2 separate regions of the Macaca mulatta genome follow, and region 2 is linked to region 1. The links are chromatin contacts, called in public Hi-C maps. All regions are on one chromosome and are shown on one strand. The core of a region is the stretch at or near the end of the contact, and the rest is flanking DNA. Distances in the headings are between cores, read along the strand shown.

Region 1 (2,700 bases), core at 21-2,520:
GGCCTGGGCACCTCCACACAAGCCCCATTCCATCTCCTTCTTCCCATCACTTGCTCCATAGATCAATTGATTCCGTGCCTCCTCGTCCCCCACGTCCGTCCCTAAAACCTGCCCTGCACTGATCCACCTTCAGATTTCCCACTGCTCCTCCGCGGAACCCAGCCAGTGTGCATGTTTGTGCACATTTTGACAGAAAGGGTATTTCGTTGCATATGGATCAGCAACCCCTTCGCGGTTCTGCTTGCTACCCTCCCCCTCCTCCCGCTGCTCCATTCACCTCCATCTCAGATCTCCCTCCTCCCCCCGGTCCGGTGGGGTAAAGAAAGGCTCCTCCAGGCAGCACAATGGCTGGCGCTCCGAGGAAGCCGGACTCATCCCGCGCAGGCCGCACACACACTCCACTGCCCTCCTGGTCAAACAAGCCCGGACACGGGAGAGGGGTGGGAGTCGGGGATGCCTAGCGGCGGGGAGGGAAGGGATAGGCAAAAGGGAAGAAGAGCGGGCTGTGATACCCCCTCGACGCCGTCAAACACTGCTCCCCGCGCTCCAGAGCCGGGGGCCCACCCGACGGCAGCGCGCCCCGCCACCGCGCCGCCGCCCCGGTCCCTTCTCCCGCCCGTCTGTAGTAAAACAATCGCTCCCCCGGCGTCAGCGGCCGCTGCCAGCGGTTCTGACACTGCAGGAATGCGCGGACTGGGGAAGGCTCAGCACTCTGGGGAGGGGCACGAGCGGGGTCGGGGGTAAGTTCTTAGGGACAAAGATGATGTTGGGGCGTTTACGGTGACTGGACCAGATAACGGTCCCGGGACCAGGCACCGACCCACTGCCCCAGCGCGATCGGGCGGCGTTCCCTTCCTCCCCCAGCCCCCATACCGCGCCGCCTGCCTTCACACGCGCGCACACACGCGGGCACAAACACGCGGACGGACACACACACACACACACACACACCCCAGGCCTGGCTGGAGGGCCGATGCTGAGATGATACTGGAGGAGCCCATCATCCCACATCTCCCGGGCCTGGCGCTGCGTCCCAGCTGCGCTCCCCGAAGGGCTGGGCAGGAGAGCGACGGCCTCCCGTTGTTCCTTTCCAATCCCAGGATGGGACGGGGTGAGGGGCGCTGTGGCGACCCCAGACCGTCCTGTCAGAGAATCCCGGGGCCTCCTTACCACCCCCACCAGACCCCACCCCCAGCAGTGGGTCGGGTCCTAACTAAAGTCGACCCCCGCGACGGCACCTGTGCGGGTCCTGGCGGAGGGAGGCGGATCCCGGGGCTCAGCCGGACACCCCCATCCACGGGCCGCGGGAGCGGCCGGAGCGCAGCGCAGCGCAGCGGAGAGCCAGCTAGCCAGCGAGCGCTCCCCCCGCAGCTCCGGCGGCGCCCGGCTCCGCTCCCGCCTCCACCCCACCCCCTCCCTGCGCTCGTGCCCGGGCTCCGGGGGCGCGCCCGCGCTCGGGCACCCACCCAACTGGCACGCGCGGGAGCTGGACGTCATCCCCTAGTTAACATTCATAGCCTTCCTCTGAGCACGTGGGCCTGCCTTTATTAATATTTATGCATTTCTGTTTCTCTCCTCTTTAACATTGGTCTTTCTGCTTCCCTCATGAATATTCAGAAGCTCCAAGATGAGCGCGTGCAATAACTATCAACATGGATACCTCGCAGAGCCTGACACTAGCTTCTGGATAAAATGCAGGCGATGGCTGCTGGCGGATGCCGGCAGACACACTCAAAGGCCCTCTTGGACTTTCTGAGCTGCCCATTCTCCTCTACTAGAGGCTGAGGCGGGCAGGCCCAGCGACGTCTCCCAGCCCCAACTGAGTTCCGACCTCAAGCCAAAAGTGAGGAGGCCGGCAGGAGAGCTTTTCTCACCCAAAGATGCGGGGTGGGAGCTGGATCCAGCTGAAAAATCTGAGTGAGAAGGTTTCAGGCCCAGGAGGACTTGAGATAATACAGGAAAATTCAAGAGGCTGAAATAAGAAGGGTCCCTGGGGTCTTGTGAAAAATTATTCATTTATCATGTCTACTGTGTATAGGCCTGTGCTTATAGAAGCTGTCAATAAAAAGTCTCATAATTCATGGATACACACAACTAAGAGCACAAGAACTGTAATTATCGAAGGAAGGCACTGGAAAAAGCATGTCGGCTTGGAGAACCCCAAGTACTTTTGTCTGATTACAAAGTACCTCTGGGCTGAACTAAGAACTTCAACTGGAAGGGGCAGGGAGCTTCTCTTTTGCTGGTTTATGCATTCATTCCACAGACATTTCAACCATGAGAAGGATGGAAACAGGAATAATGTCCCAATGAGATGAGAAGAAGCGTTGGCCTATTTGCCTTTGTGGGAGCAATAGACAGAGGATGTCTTCCTGTAAGAAATCATAAGGCCAGGCACAGTGGCTCACACCTGTAATCCCAACATTTTGGAAAGCTGAGACAGGAGGATCACTTGAGGCCAGGAGTTCAAGACCGGCCTAGGCAACATAGTGAGACCACATCTGTACAAAAAAAAAAGTAGCCAGGCATGGTGACCCATCCTGGTAGCCCCAGCTACTCTGGAGGATGAGGTGGGAGGATCGCTTGAGCCCAAGAAGTTGAAGCTGCAGTGCACTCCAGCCTGGGCAACAGCAAGACCTTGTCTCAAAAATAAATAAATAAATAAATAAATAAATAAATCACAAAGAGTAGCTGGTTAAA
Region 2 (2,878 bases), core at 116-2,615, 44 kb after region 1:
AGCCTGGGCAACCGGGCAAGGCTCCTTCTGGAAAAAAAAAAAAAAAAAAAAAAAAAGATTGATAACTTCCGGACAGGGCGGGACTTTCATCCTTATCCCCCGTCGCTGGGAGGGGAAAGGGGCTGAATGTCAAATGGATCACCAATGGCCAATTGTTTAGTCAATCGTACTTATTTAATGAATCCTCCACAAAAATCCAAAAGGACAGGATTTGGAGGGATAACTTAACACAAAGACATTCCTGGAGCGTGGAGTGTGGGAGGAGAGCATCAAAGAAGACTCCTGCCTCTTCTCATACAACTGATCCTATGCATCTTTTCATCTATACCCTTTTTAAGATCCTTTCTAATAAGCCAGGAAAGGTAAGTATTTCCCTGAGTACTGTGAGCCACTCTAGCAAATTAATGAAACCCAAAGGGTGGATGGTTGGAGCCCCAGCTTGAAACCTGTTGGTCAGAAGCTCAGGGTACCTGAACTTATGACTGGTGTCTGAAGGGGAGAGTAGTCTTGGGACTGAGCCTTCAACCCGCGGGATCTGAGGCTATCTCCAGAAAATACATCACAATGGACTTGAATTAGGGCACACCCAGCTGGTGTCTCCTGCTTGGGGTGTGGGGGAAAACCCCACACATTTGATCACAGAACTCTTCTGTGTTGATCATGTTGGTGTGAGAGCAGAGGAAAAACGGTTTGAGTTTTTCCTCACAGCTTTTATCTTGTTAATCTATTTTATGTCAGTTTAATGCTCAGGCCCAGAGGAAAACCCCTAAAAGGGGAGAGGTAAAACTACCCTTCCTGCGGTAGAACTGGACTTGTGGGATGGAGATGAGAACAGTGATTCTCTATCTCGTTTCATCTCAACCACTCCTTTGCCATCAGATTACACACACATAATGCAGCCGAATTGGATGGGAGCTTGTCCTATCCCGGATCATTGTGAGTGAAGCTTGATTTAAACCCGTCATTTCTTAGTAAACTTTACAGAAAATCTGCAATCAAATAAACCAAGGTGCCCTCTGTATTTTATTGCGCTCCTGTTACTAGTATTTCACAGGATTTTAGAAACGCAAGCAGCGCTATGGAGTCAATGGGGGAGGGCAAAGAACAGGAGAGATCTGTGAGAACCGGATCGGGGAGGAGGCGACCGGGAGGGGTGAGGGGTCCTCTCTGCCGCCAGGCGGAGCTGGGAGCCGGGCGACCCCGCACGCAGCGCGAGGAGCGACCCCGGACTGACTACATTTCCCAGTCTCCGTCGCTCCGCGCGGCCCGCCCCTCAGCTCTGGGCCCCGCCTCGTCGCGCCGGCTGCTTCTTCGCGCCCGCCCGACTTCCCAGCGGCCCCGTGCGGCCCGGGCATGCCCAGTGCGGGCGCAGCGGCCCCGGCCCTGGAAGCGCCCCGGCGGAGCGGGCCCGCGGTGGGCGAGGGGCCGGGCCGGAGCCGCGGCGGCGGAGCTGCGGGTAGGTGCGGCATCAGCCAAGCCAGGCCTCGGGACCGCCGCGCCGCCCATTCTGAGTGGCAGGGGCCGGGAGGGCAGGCAGGACCCCAGCGTGGGTTGGTGGGGCTACCCGCGAGGACCCCTTGCGGGAAGGGGCCGGAGGGAGCGGGACGGGACCGGGCACATCCCCGGGCGAGGCTTCTCCAGGTGGGGCGCGGCTGTCTTTAGCTCCTTGTGTGACCGGAGGTGTGCGTGGTCCGCACCTCGTGCACAGTTGTGCCTAAGGAGGGAGACCAGTTTTCAGCCGAATTGCCTAGGAGCTGTGGGGAGATGGGCCCGAATGGACCCGTGGACTCAGAGGCAGCCCGTGGAGCCCCGTGGGAAGTGAGGATGTTTACCTTCCCTGTACCTGGAGTGGGCTGCGACAGCTTCCTGCTTGCCGAGACTTGGGTTTAGTGACTTACAAATAAAAGTGCAGGACTGTGCCTCAGCAGATGCTTATTAGCTTTTAATGAGTGTTAGGAATTTAATGTCATTTGTATTTCCAGGTTTGAGAGGTTATTTGTCCATGGGATGCTCGTGTTAAAAAAAAAAAAAAAATTGCAAAGCTTAAAAACAAGTCGACCGAGATAACATTAGGACACCGGGTTCTGAGGTTCACTGTAGCTACCATTCATTTGCTGTCAGTCTGGGCAAGTCATTTAACTCCTGAGACTCGGTTCTCTCACCTGTTAAATGAACCAGATTCATCTTCATCTGTCTAGCTCAGCTGTAGGATTCCCCCTGTGTCATTCAGTCTCTGTGTGATCTCAAATTGTGGCAAGTTATTTTTCCCCATGCCTCACTTTTTGTTAGACTGGGTAATTCACCAAATATTCCTGTAGGAAGAATGTTAGGATCTAAGTATAAAAGTGAAGTGATTTACCCTTCATAGGCCACTCTTAGTCAAGAGGTGTCCTGCCACTTGGTACATGCAGAAACCAGGTGTTAGCTGGTCACGGATCAAATGACACAGCTGTTGTGGACTGAGGCAGAATGTTTCAGGTTCCCTGTCAGTACCCTGTGAGAAATCCAAGCCAAGTAATGGGCTTCCCTAAACCTCCCAGCTGGCTCACTTTAGTGGGGTTGTGTTTATATAGAATTTTAAGTGTTTTTCATGCTGTTGTGCCCTATTAGATGCAAGAAACCTATGAAGAAGTTTAGTACCCTTAATTTCCAGATGAGCAAGTGGCAGGTTAAGGCAGTGGATCTGGGAGTCTTTACAAACTAGTGTCGTGCATATCACTGAGCATTTGCTAGTCGTCGAGCTCAGCCGCCCTCACCTCAACCCTGAGAACACGTCTGTATGGCTGTACCTCGGCGACTGGAACTCTGAGGTCTTTGTTTTCAGGAGGGAATAGTGGGAGTATTAACAGAAGCTTCTCACCCTAGAGACTTCTTTCCG

Evidence for each region. A called contact is a pair of places that touch in the nucleus more often than the background predicts.
Region 2: a Hi-C map of fetal cortex germinal zone shows a contact between it and region 1, with 2.6 times the contacts expected there. The contact joins the promoter of EI24 here to the promoter of FEZ1 in region 1. A contact is called at or near these places in 3 of 14 Hi-C or Micro-C datasets (fetal cortex germinal zone, fetal cortical plate and liver).

What each region holds. Positions count from the first base shown.
Region 1 is chr14:125,910,673-125,913,372 of T2T-MMU8v2.0, forward strand. FEZ1 (fasciculation and elongation protein zeta 1) reads right to left here and starts at 1,271. Exons shown (of 10, transcript NM_001261621.2): 1 at 1,239-1,271. It overlaps LOC717002 (putative uncharacterized protein MGC39545), which reads left to right and starts at 245. Exons shown (of 2, transcript XR_013404365.1): 1 at 245-740; 2 at 1,618-1,961.
Region 2 is chr14:125,954,772-125,957,649 of T2T-MMU8v2.0, forward strand. It overlaps EI24 (EI24 autophagy associated transmembrane protein), which reads left to right and starts at 1,366. Exons shown (of 11, transcript NM_001257508.1): 1 at 1,366-1,456.